Regions from separate parts of the Mus musculus genome. Here region 1 is linked to region 2. Evidence: chromatin contacts called from public Hi-C data. All regions are on one chromosome and are shown on one strand. The core of a region is the stretch at or near the end of the contact, and the rest is flanking DNA. Distances in the headings are between cores, read along the strand shown.

Region 1 (6,645 bases), core at 2,572-5,071, 140 kb after region 2:
ACTAAGCATAGGTCAGTGGTTGTCAACCTTCCTAATGCTAGAACCCCTCAATACAGCTCCTATGTGGTGACCCCAATCATAAAATTATTTTTGTTGCTACTTCATAACTGTAATTCTGCTACTGTTATGGACTGTAATGTAAATGTCTATGTCTTCCAAAGCTTGTGGGCAAGCCCTGTGAAAGGGTCGTTCAACTCCCAAAGGAGTCAGGACACCTGGGATGAGAAACACTGTCATATGGGGTCTATTTGTTCTAACCGTAGAATCCTAGCTTTTCTACCAAGGAAACTTCTCACTCTAACTTCCAAAGGCCAGGGAGCAAGGGGGTGAACCTCAGGTTTTTCCTTTGAAAGTAGATTTCCCAAGGCTCATAGTAGTGTTCCCTGGAAGGCTACCTATTGCCCTCTGTTTGGCTGGTTTCCATGTGGACAGAAGCATGTCCCCTGGGGAGGGGTCCATGCTGCAAGATGGAGGCACCTGTGTGGTGACAGGTGATGAGATCTTGTAATGCCACTAATCATCAGAGAGAGCAAAGCTCAAGAGAGTCTCTGTAATAGGACACAGAGAACCTCACATTAGAGCTGAGGAAACCATGTGCTTAAAGATGAGATGAATTCTCAGCCTCCCAGAAACACTGCTGCTGTAGGGAAGGGTAGCCTCTGGGAGCACTGCTGCAGGGAAGGGTAGCCTCTGGGAGCACTGCTGCAGGGAAGGGTAGCCTCTGGGAGCACTGCTGCAGGGAAGGGTAGCCTCTGGGAGCACTGCTGCAGGGAAGGGTAGCCTCTGGGAGCACTGCTGCTGCAGAGAAGGGTAGACACTTGTGAATTCCAGACCATTGAGCTCTCAGTAGGATGAGTTCTAAGAATCAGTCTATGGCATGATCACTTTGTAACATCAAAAGCATCATTTAAATTATCTGTGTCTCTTTTATCTTCTCAAAGTAGAATATAATTCCAACCCCACAAGTTGAAACGATGCCCATGAAGAGGACTTCATTCCAGTGGCATGACCAACATGGGATGAACGGGGTTTGAACAGATGGGGGAGACCACACTCACACCAGCATGAAATCCATCTCTCAAGGCATCCCTTTGAAACAGAGCTGGGTTTCTCCTTGTTAACCTAATCCACTTCCTGTACCCATTCGATCCCATGCAAATGTCTCTTGTTTTATTCCATTCTCAGGGCAACAGTGATAAAAAGACCCTGTTGCAAGTTGGAAGTCCACCCAGTTACATTCTGTTGAAACATAAATTTTTCAAGACAGTCTGCACCCTGCTCTCTTACCTCCATCCCAAATAAGTCTCATGTATGGAGCTGAATTGCTATCTGTCCATCAAATGCATGTGTGCCCAATTTACATGAGAAAATGGCTAAACAGGAAGGTTTAGATGCTAGAGCCAGAAATCTAACCTTTAATTTGATTTATTTGTAGCACAATCCTCCCTATTGTTACCTATTCCCTAACTGCATCTAGACAACAAGACAACTTCTCTCAAACTACTAGAACTGGGCATTTGTCTAGTAAACTTGAACTCAAAAGCTCACAGTCCTAGTCAAATAGCACCAGGTCAAATCTATGAATTAACACATACTTCAGGAAGGAACCCAAAGTGGGTGATATTATCTTGATGCCAACGGGCGTCTCATTATGTAAGCCCGCAGCTTCCCCTTTACATTGGTGTACTTACATTGAAATCTGTTCGGAACAGGTTTTCATCACTTGCCAACTGAAGATCTCGGCTGATTGAAGTCAAGCACCTGACATTCCAGAGGCGCCTGCTAGTCAACACCACCTTGCCAGCCACACTGGAGTGTGACCAGGGCTCATGGCCACACTCCAACCAGAACTCATGGCCATACTCCAACCAGGACTCATGGCTACACTCTACCCAGGGACCATGACCATACTCTAACCAGGGATCAAGGCTACACTCTACCCAGGGCTCATGGCTACACTCTACCCAGGGCTTCTTCAACAACAAAATGAGACATCAGAGACACCCTAGGACATGCAAATGGACTTCTAAAATGTTTTTGTTAAACAAAAGAGACAAGCGTAAGACAGACTATCATGTGGTCCCACTTATGTCAATGTTCAGAAAGAGTGAGTCTGCAGAGACAGTGTAGAGTAGTGGTCACTGGAGTCTAGGAAAAAGGGGAAGACCTAGCAATAAGTGTGTGAAACAGAGAAAGTCACAAGGGTGGGCACAGAACTCCAGAGGTCTGGGTTTGATTCCCAGCACCTCGGCAATGGTTCCCCACCCATCTGTAACTACAGTTTCAAAGGATCTGATGCCCTCTTCTGGCCTCCATGGGCACTGTCCACATATGATACACATACACATATACAGTCAAACACCTATGCACATAAAAGTAAATATCTTTTTTTAAAAAACATTGGGCCGGCCGTGGTGGAGCATGCCTTTAATCCCAGCACTCGGGAGGCAGAGGCAGGTGGATTTCTGAGTTCGAGGCTAGCCTGGTCTACAAGGTGAGTTCCAGGACAGCCAGGGCTATACAGAGAAACCCTCTCTCAAAAAACAAACAAAAAACAAAACAAAAAACAAAAAACATTGTGTTGTGTACTTGAAGTGGGTGAATTATATCATATGTAAAATATACCTCAATAAATTACTTTTTAATTCTCAAATTCACAGGCCTGGTCTAGGGCAGCCGATCAATGGTTAGAGCACAGGCTAGACACATGTGAAGCTCTCTGTTCTATCCTAAGACCAAATTTTTAATAACTGCTTTAAAAAGTAGAATTCACAAGAATATATGCAAAAATCCTTCTCAGGTCATAAGAGTGGCCACACCCACGTGGAGCCCTCATCTCACGGTTGCTGGAGGTTTTACAGTTTGGATGCTCGAGTTTCAGGTGTGGGCTGAGTCCATAAATTCCACAAGACTGACCCAGAAGCTTTGGGTAATTTTCTGCTAAGATTTATTTATTTATTTTATTTATATGAGTGCACTATAGCTGTCTTCAGACACATCACCAGAAGCGGGCATTGGAACCCATTACAGATGGTTGTGAGCCACCATGTGGTTGCTGGTTGGTAGGAGTTGAACTCAGGAGCTCTGGAAGAGCAGTCAGTGCTCTTAACTGCTGAGCCAGCTCTCCAGCCTCCACCTTGGGTGTTTTTAATGATGATGTGTCCGGCCTTTACGGCCTGCTGGTGCTCCCACTTGTGTGTAGCCGGTTTTGCTTGATTGTATCATGGTCTCTTCCATCTCTTTCCAGAGCTTCCTGGAAAGGACAAGACAGAGAGAGACCAGTAAGGTAACCTCAGCCAACAATCCTGCATATCTGTAGCACGCAGTAGAAGCCCTGTGTCTGCACTACGTGTGGGAGCCAGGGCACTTGTGTGTCATTTGTGAAGCACTGGTGGCCCGCCGCCAACCACCTCCAAGCAGAGAAGTGAGCCAAGCCCAGCATCAGTGAGTCTAGTTTGTTTACAGAGGAAACAAATAATTAGAGCAGATCAAAGGCCCAACGTGATAATTAGAAACACGCTCTTCCACGCTGTTCAGAGGCTGAGGATGCCACCCTCCAAGATGGAGAAAAGCCACCAGGCGCTGGTTTAAACCAGCCCCGCACTCTATTCCAAAACATTGGATTGCTTTCATTTCTCTGCGGAACCTATGTTCCGCGTTATGCTATTTGTTCTTCTTAGCCTGCTGGCCTCCTTGTTTCAGACAACCCCCTGTGCATTGTTATCTCATGCTGGTCCCAGGCCCCTATCCAGAGCTCTCACTGATGGTTAATGGAGCGCTCTCCAGACTCTCCTTTCTCTGCTCTCAGGGTGGGCCTGTCTGGCCCCCACCGCACAGCAGCTCTGCGCATGCTCAGTAAGACGCATGGCGCTGTCAGTTCAGCAGCAGCCCATCCCCTTTGCAGGACCTTCAGTAGCCGCTTTGCTGCCACCTTACTCTTCCTTCCACTGGCCCCTTTGTTCACAGAGGAAAGAGATGCATTCTGCTGACCAGGTCTCACTGGGAGATGCTTTCCCTTCTGTTCTCACCAGTGTCTCAAAACCCTTTTGTGTGGCCAGCCTGGTCTACAAAGTGAGTTCCAGGACAGCCAGGGCTATACAGAGAAACCGTCTCGGAAAAGAGAGAGAGAGAGAGAGAGAGAGAGAGACAGAGAGAGAGACAGAGAGAGAGAGACAGAGAGAGAGAGACACAGAGAGAGAGAGAGACAGACAGAGAGAGAGACAGAGAGACAGAGAGAGAGAGACACAGAGAGAGAGAGAGACAGACAGAGAGAGAGAGAGAGAGAGAGAGAGAGAGAGAGAGAGAGAGAATGAGACTGTCTCAACCTTAGAAAGCCGGACAGGGAACCACACAGCAGTGTCACCTGAGTTGCTCTATATGTGAAGAGGTTTGGCATACAGGAATCCCATCAGCTTTGACCCACGTGCTGTCACGTGTTTATGTCGGCACTTTGGGTCCGGCCTGATGAATATGTAATTCTTTACTTCTTTCTCCGAAATCTCCGTGGGAAGGTGGAGGCGAGGCAGGAGAACCAGAAACAAGGAATACAATTCTCTCCCTCTTTATCAGAGCCAAGTCCTAGATCCATCCTGTCCATGCCTGACATCTCCGAGTATCCAACCACTCCCTCCTTCTCTTACCAGTTCTCCCAGCAGACTCAAGCCAGCCGTGCACGTGTGCCCACAAACCTGCAGTACGCAATCTCATAGGGAAGAAGCCAAGAGGGAGAGGGAGATAAGAAACTGGAGAGACTGTGGAAACCTGAAGAGGGGGTGCTGTCACACCAGCAGGCAGTGGCTTCTTTGGGCGTCTGCCCTATGTGGTGTCTGGGGATGAGTGGGGTGTGGGGTGCTGTCAAATCATGCACTGCTTGCTACTCAGGCATCTCCCCTATGTGGTGTCTCCAGCCACTGTTCCCAATGGTTCATCTCAGACCTGCAGTTCAGTCACAAGCCATTCCCATCTTTGTCCTGACAGTCCTATAAATATGTAATCCCTGCTCCTTCTCCTGACCTTTCTCTTCAGTTCATCACTCTGTGGTCATCTGACAGCATCGCCATTACCCATCTGTTCTGTGTACACGCTCAAGTGTCCCATTTTGTCACTAGGGTCTGTCTCCACAGCAGGCCTTGGACTCCCCCACCTCTGCTCTTCTGGTTTTCACATATCTGAGCCATCCCCAGATCTTGTGGACTTCCTTGTCACTTTTAGGCCTTGGCACTGACACAGGAGTGAAGAGCATAACTTTTGTAGAAGTAGCAGCATACAAAACGTCAACATAAAAACCAGTAGCTTTTCGAAATATAATGACAGAGACAGAGAGAAAGAGAATAGAAAGAGAAAAGAGAGAGAGAGAGAGAGAGAGAGAGAGAGAGTTGCACACACATAGACAGTGCACACATGTGCACACACAGTAAGAGCCCTAACACAGCACAACCACTCTAGCTCAGCACAAGGCCAACACCCTCTGCTTCCTGCCCAGGTTGATCAATAAGTTGCCACCTTGCTTTCCTATTTAGGGGACTTGGAACTTTCTGTTCAAGGAAGCAAGCTGAGGGAATGCCTCCATTCTATAAGGAAAGGGAGTGGACCTGCTCTAGCCTGAAGGAAGGACAAAGCCTTGGGGTCACTCCCTGCGTGGAGTGCAGGATGAGGAAAGGAAGTGGGGATCTACTGTGCAGCCAAGTCTCCCAGAAGCATGTCACACAGCTTCTGTGTGCTTTGGTCCACAAGGCTGGTCTCCCATATAATGAAGTCGGCAAGTGGAAACTTCTAGAAGACTGCCTAAAGAGAGATCTTTGGGTCTCAGGGCCCCATTCTCAATGATGACCACTGGTTATGTGGGGTTCGCAGGACTGGATTCGCTTCCAGGAAACCCAGCTGTTATAAACTGAGTCACCCTTCCCAGTCTCTTCCTCACCCCATCTCTGTGCACCTTTAAACTCTTCTGCAATGCTGCGCCTGACCAGAAGGACCAATTGTGGGCCCTAATACGTGTGCCACACTGTTTGGACCTTCTAGTCACCAGAGTCATGAATCAGGCAAACCTCTGCTGTATGAAGAACCCAGACTTTTTGCTTTATGTTGTAGCAATACCAAATTAACGGACACAAATGGATACAAAGTCCAATGACGGTGAGTTTCAAGGCTACCTGTTAGGGCTTCAGACCCATACCCTTTCTGGTTTTAGACATCCAGTGTAGCCCGTGTCCACAAGAGAGATGTCAAGACTGAATGGGAGTGGCCACACCTGGCCCTCTACTTGGAAGAGGCAGTTGGAGCCTTGGCTGTATGGTATCGGTCACTTTCTGCCCTTCCCTTGGTCCTTAGCTGGACTCAGTTACTTCAGCTTTGTCTGAGCACTGCGAGGCTTGTGGGCAGCAGTAAGTGGTAGCCAGCAGACAGGCCCACTCATAGTCTGTGAAAGGCAACAGAGACTGCAGCCTAGCATCTAATCCCAGTGCCCAGGCAGGTCCTAGAGCATCCAGCAGGAAGGAGTGTAGCTGAAGACCACTTGGGGGCCATTCACATGTCCCAAGGCTCAGAGGAGGCCGAGGAGGAGGAGCCCAAGGTTGGAAAGGTGGTGAGCAGTTGTTGTCTCCCTGCATCCTCACATAGATGAGATCACCTTCTTTATCTAATTCT
Region 2 (6,065 bases), core at 581-3,080:
CCTCAGATCAGTGCTGGCATACACTGTTGCTGAACTTCAGGGGAAAGACAAAGACAGTTTATATCCAACCCACAACAAACCACACGTGTTTCCCTGGTGCCAATCCACAAGACACAACCCACCCCGATGCAACCAGAGAAGCCCTACTTATTAATGAATGCTTTTATCGATGTTTCCTCGTGCGGCAACTCAATCAAAAAGGCAGCATAAAAATAAATTAGCTGAGGATGTGAGGTCTTATTTTACAAATGATAGCACTCAAAAGGTTTAATGTCTGCCACGCAGACTAAGACCGCTGGGGTCTCCCTGCCCTGAGGGAGCAATTTCTGTCCATACAGGAGCTTGCTGATATAGTGAGGTATTTACTAGACCCTTCACGTTCCAACTCAGGATGTAAGACACATATCCACAAACCACACAGCAACGGAATCTACCCCATGGCATGCAGCAAACGCACTTATTTTAAGTAGTTACCATGGGGATCCATCAAGAGCATAACACCTGGTGCATCTACAGAATGCTGTGACCCAACACTATGAGCAGCTACACGAGCCATGTTGCCACACACACACTTTGACAGCTGTATACTGAACACTGCTGTGTCTTTGGCATCTGCCGGGGCCACGAACATCTTTTTGCCCACAGACAAGGGAAACCAGGAGTGTTAATCATGCAGGAGTATCTCCTTAAATGAGGAAGAACCTGTTTTCCACCCAGAACGCTAGGAGTGGATATTGTTAATGACCTGGAGACCTTTTGCTATTTGTAGAGGCAGACTTCACCCAAGCACTCCAGACTTTTCCATCCCAGACGTTCCCTCCCATGGCCTTTAGCTCTCAGGCAATAGAGCATATCTTTAGCAGGGGATGTCACATATAATCCACAGCCTGCTGACCTCTGTGCTGTCCCTGTCAGAGACCCCGCTAGAGTCTAAGCCTTTGAGCTCTAGAATACATCTTCATGTTCACATGTACTTTGTAAAGGGGTTTCTATGTAGCCATGCCTTAAGCTTTATTGTGCACCTGGAATTGGAATGAGTGTTGCCTGGAAACTTTTCCCCCAATTCTATTGTTTAAATATGCCGCCAATAAACTGCCAGGCATCGGACTCTTTAGATGTTTGATTCAGTTTGATGAAGTCAAGTCGAACCGAGTTTTCTTTTCTTTTCTTTTTTTTTTTTATTCCCTCAGTGACTTCTGCAGGGACCCTCTCAGGCATCTCTTTCCAAATGTACCTATTAGATCATACACACTGAGCCCTCAGAGGGTATCTAGGTGCAGATGCCAAAGGACCCTGTGAGACACACTCGATGGTTCTGAATGTTCAATGTCCCTCCCATAACTGGGCACACCTACCTCGGTACTTCCTCACCTAGAACTAAGGATCCAAACTGAGATGTACTAGATTTAAAAAAAAGAAAGCCTGACATTTGCTCTCTCTCTCTCTCTCTCTCTCTCTCTCTCTCTCAACCTCTTTCTGCCACTTCCTCCCACTAGGCAAATTGTTGTTCCTTCCTCTGGGGGTCCACAGAGGTTCCTGCCTCCTCTTCCGAAGATGTACTGAATTGCTAACTCCTTGTATTCATTTCATAAGTTTGCTATGCACCAGTGCTCAGCCCTTTAACACAAGGGCAGTAGGTTTAATAGCGTGAATAGACTCAGAAGACCACAAAAGACCACAGAAGACTAAACTGGGCAAAAGAACAGAGTCCCAAAGGAAGACTACACGCACACGCACATCTTTGATGCCACGGATGTGGGGTGAGTGGTTAACCAGTCTGGAAGATGTGGGCTCAGTGTCTCCCCAGAACAGGCTGCCAACCTAGAACACCAGTGCCCTCCCATGGACAAGCTGCAAAGACCGGTAAAGCACAGCCCTCAGCCCTGAGGCTCATCACCCCACCCTGAAGTGAGGATGTCACGGTGTCTTCCCCACCTGCAGAAAGATCTGCTCCTGCTTCGCTCTTCACTCCTGACACCGCGGAGGACCGCTTCTTCCAGCTGCTTCCAGCCCGGTCAAGCATAAATCTCAGTACAACTCGAGTCATGAACGGAAGTATCATTTACCGATTAGTAAGACTCATTTCCTGGGGCTGAGGAGACGGCTCTCGGTGGGAAAGTGTTTGCTTAACAAAAGCATGAGGACCAGAGTTCAAATCTCCCCACACCCTTAAAGCCAAGTGTTAACAGCACTTGCCTGTCACCTCAAGGTGCCAGACTAAACTCAATGTCAAGATTTGGGTTCAGTGCGGAAACCCTGTCTCAAAAACTAAGGTGGAGAGCTATAGAGTACGCTGCATGAGACCAGCCTCACAATACTGGGCATGGTTCAGAGCAGTGTGTTGGGGAGAGGGGTGTAAGCCTGAAAGACAAACTTAAGTTACTAGACTCATGCACATTATGTTAACTAATGCTCTGGATAACTCTGAATACATGGGTGACAGTGTGTTCTGATATGTTACATTCAAAAGATCGGCTCCTTCACTCTGCTTGTAGCGCAATGGCTACAGCAGAGGGAAGCCTTCATTAAGGGGCTCCCTGTCTCCTAGTGCCTGTCACACAGGGGCACGAATTTGAGAGACTGGGAGCCAGGCTGCCTTTCCAGACCTTGAGATCAATCTGATTGTTAAGCCACTTTCTTTGCGTTCTGACAATCTAAGGTAAGTCTTGATCCTTAATGAACAAAAGAGGAAGCATTCAAGAACCCTCGTGTTTCTCTTTACCTGTGAAAGGCTCGTCTTCATGGTGTAAGTACAAACAGCGTCACTCCTTGCATCCAAGCTTAGCTTAGTTCCCAGCCCTGGTACAGCACAGAAACCCATCCCAGCAATACAGCAGCTAACATCTTTCCTATGATCTTTTAAAGCAGGACCAAGGGAAGCCAGTGCAGCCCAGAAATGAAGTAGGTGAAGTTGTGGTGGTCAAAGCCGGCCATGCTAGTCACACGTCATTGTTAACACTGTCTTTGGTGTCTTCACTCTTACAGGGCCTGGTAGAAGAAGCCCCTAGTGGAGGCCAGAATGTTTAACTTCAGGATTAGAGAGGCCCTGGGAGAAAGCCCCTCCACACAGCTTGGAGGGTGAGCTTTATGTCCTATGAAGACTAACACCAAGAGAATTCTGTGAACTGCCGATTCTCATCCATGTGCTCTCTGTTCCACACAGAGCACACACTTGGAATGGTCCCCATAGGGAAAACAGACCAGTTAGGAGCTGAAAAGTAGCCAGGTTCCTGTTGAAGATCTGTAATCCCAGTTGTTTAGAAGGCTGAGGCAGAAGGATCCTAAGTTCAAGGCTGGCCTAGGCAGATCAGTAAAACCCACTCTCAAAGAAAGAAGTAAAGGCGGGGCCGGGCCAGGCATTGTCACAGCCAACTGTTTTTGATGCTTGATAGCAAGAGAGAAAGAAAGAAAGAAAGAAAGAAAGAAAGAAAGAAAGAAAGAAAGAAAGAAAGAAAGAGAGAAAGAAAGAGAGAAAGAGAGATAGAGAAGTAGGAAGGAAGGAAAGAAAGAAAGAGAGAGAGAGAGAAAGAAAAAGGAAGAGAGAGAAAGGAAGAGAGAAAGAGAGAGTAAGGAAGAGAGAGAGAAAGGAAGAGAGAGAAAGGAAGAGAGAAAGGAAGAAAGATGGGAGGGAGGGAGAGAGGGAGGGGGAGGGGGACTGGGAGAGAGAGAAAGAGAGAGGTGGATACAGAAATGAAGAGAGAAAAGGAAAAAGAAGGAGGTGAGGAAGGATCGCCAGGTATGGCGGGAAATCTACCTTACAAACCAGTTGCGTGCTGAAAGCTCAGAGGTGTGCATCTTTTCCTTGAAGGTCTTATTCTGCATGGCAATATTTCCCATCAGAAAAATACTGGAGGACCCCAGTAAACATTGTTATGAAGATAAACAACCAGCAACTAAAGGGTTGTGTTCCCCCAACACCAGGCCACCCTGACACCAGCGCTCTTCCTCGCCCACACAATGCCCTCCTAGGACGCCACCTACCCTGCCAGCTGGCCAAGGCTTGTGGATTTCATTATCCCCTGAGTATGATTCCCTCTCATGTGCACCTTGTTGTTGGTCGTTTTCATCTGTAGACAGTATCGAACTCCCTTCCTGTTGCCAACCCTGCCACCACTGATCTATGGCATCCTAAATACATGCCAGTCTCCACAGTCTGGGGCCAGTGAGGAGACAGAGTGCTGCTACTCGCAGGATCTTGGCTTACATGTCCCAGTTAAAAGCCAAGAAAAACCAGAAAAAAAAAAAAAGTCAGTCTCAACTAACACAAAATCGCCCCTCAAATGAGGCGCAATTGTCACCTGCATCTCATAAGGGAGGTGTGTGCTAGGTGATTCTCACAAGAAAAGAAAAGAAAAAAAGAACAGATTCTCCATGCCCCTGTCCTTGTAAAGAGCCTCTAAAGGCCCCCCATGGAGACCCAACCCCCCCCACCAACTCATCCTCTGCCTCACTACTAACTGCAGTTCCAGTCTGCTGCTCTTTGAGAGAGAACACACAGGAGTTCCAATCCCAGCAACCACATGGTGGCTCCTTGGTATTGGTGTTGGTATTTTCATTGAGTAATAATGGGTATTGTGAATGCACAGGAAGGAAGGGGGCAGAATAGACAGACATTTCTCTTCCCCCCAAGGTGGTGCTACGGGCAGCCATTTGCTGCTGCTCCAGAGCTGCCCACTGCGATGGAAACAATGCTTAGTTCTATGTTTTGGGGGTTTGCTTTTTAAAAAATATATAAATCCAACTCTAGATCTACAGACCCCTCAGCCAGGCATGGGGTGGCACATGCCTTTAATCCCACAATTTGAGAGGCAGAGGCTGGTGGATCTCTGTGAGTTTGAGGCCAGCCTGGTCTACAGAGTGAGTTCCAAGCTAACCAGAGAGAGAAACCCTGTCTGAAAGGAAGGAAGGAAGGAAGGAAGGAAGGAAGGGAGGGAGGGAGGGAGGGAGGGAGGGAGGGAGGGAGGGAGGGAGGGAGGGAGGGAGAGAGGGGGAGAGGGAGAGGGAGGGGGAGAGGGAGAGGGAGGGGGAGGGGGAGAGGGAGAGGGAGGGAGGGAGGGAGAGAGAGAGAGAGAGAGAGAGAGAGAGAGAGAGAGAGAGAGAGAGAGAGAAAGAATATCTTTCTGATTTGAAGTCGGGAAAACACTTAGATGCACAGTCGTTTCAGCTTGTGTGTATCTTGTATGTAGGCTAGGTTATGTACCTAGCTAAGGTGCATACCATCTAAAACCTTTGCTTTAATAACCAGACCCCTCTGCTGACCAGCCACACCAGATCGCTCTTCTTTACCCACTGTCTACCTCATTCTCTTTTGTCTTCAGGATTAATCAGTGAAAGAGAACATTGCCAGAGGCCTGAGGAGGAAGGGTGGGAGAAGGGAGTGTGTCTTGGCTCTCTCTGTTCGGCAGGACCAAGGTTAACCTAGACTTGGATTTGGTATTGGGTCCATTTTTTTTGTTTTGTTTTGTTACTTTTTTTTAGTAAGAAAGTATACATTCCAACAGGAATCTGCTACCTCAGCAAAAAGCTGCTTATCTCCCGCAGCTGCCACAGCTGCCTGCCAAGCTTCAGGGGCTCGGGGTCAGTGATTACCATCTCGGTTCTGACACATTGACATCAGCAACAAGCTAACCTTGAAGCCAGAGCTGAGTCACTCCTAACAGATGTTAATTGGATCGCTCTGTCTGACCCCTCCTGGGGTCTGGCTTTTGTCTTCATCACTGTATTAAGCCAGTGAGAGCCTTCCTGAAGCTCTGAAATGCTCTGCTAAGACTGATCGATCCTGTATCTAAAATTGAGCAGATAACCCAAGTGTATTTTGGTAAACTTTTAACCCACTTCCCAAGGCATTTGTCTGTCCACCAAGTAAGAAACCAGAAATGCATGCTTCTTATCTCATAGAGAGCTCTCCTTTGCTTCCCATGAATAATTACTGCTTTAGAAGCAATGTAACACACTCTGTCCATTTTGCATTTATGTTAGCTGGCTTCTGAAAGAATGAGGACCATTGTAATTGGAAAAGAAAAATAGTGACACTCCCTCTCTTAGGAAATTTAGGACTGGGAGAG

The links. A called contact is a pair of places that touch in the nucleus more often than the background predicts.
Region 1: a Hi-C map of cerebral cortex shows a contact between it and region 2, with 1.7 times the contacts expected there. The contact joins two enhancer-like sites. A contact is called at or near these places in 3 of 484 Hi-C or Micro-C datasets (cerebral cortex and cortical neurons).

What each region holds. Positions count from the first base shown.
Region 1 is chr13:59,427,885-59,434,529 of GRCm38.p6, forward strand. No RefSeq gene overlaps it. Among named protein-coding and RNA genes, the nearest start is that of Gm34788, 14 kb to the left of the region's middle. Within about 2 kb of position 3,822, at least 41 of the 459 cell types and tissues checked have an H3K27ac peak or open chromatin away from gene starts, as enhancers often do. A contact at or near this core is called in cerebral cortex, where this site is marked.
Region 2 is chr13:59,287,496-59,293,560 of GRCm38.p6, forward strand. No RefSeq gene overlaps it. Among named protein-coding and RNA genes, the nearest start is that of Gm34672, 35 kb to the left of the region's middle. Within about 2 kb of position 1,831, at least 10 of the 459 cell types and tissues checked have an H3K27ac peak or open chromatin away from gene starts, as enhancers often do. A contact at or near this core is called in cerebral cortex, where this site is marked.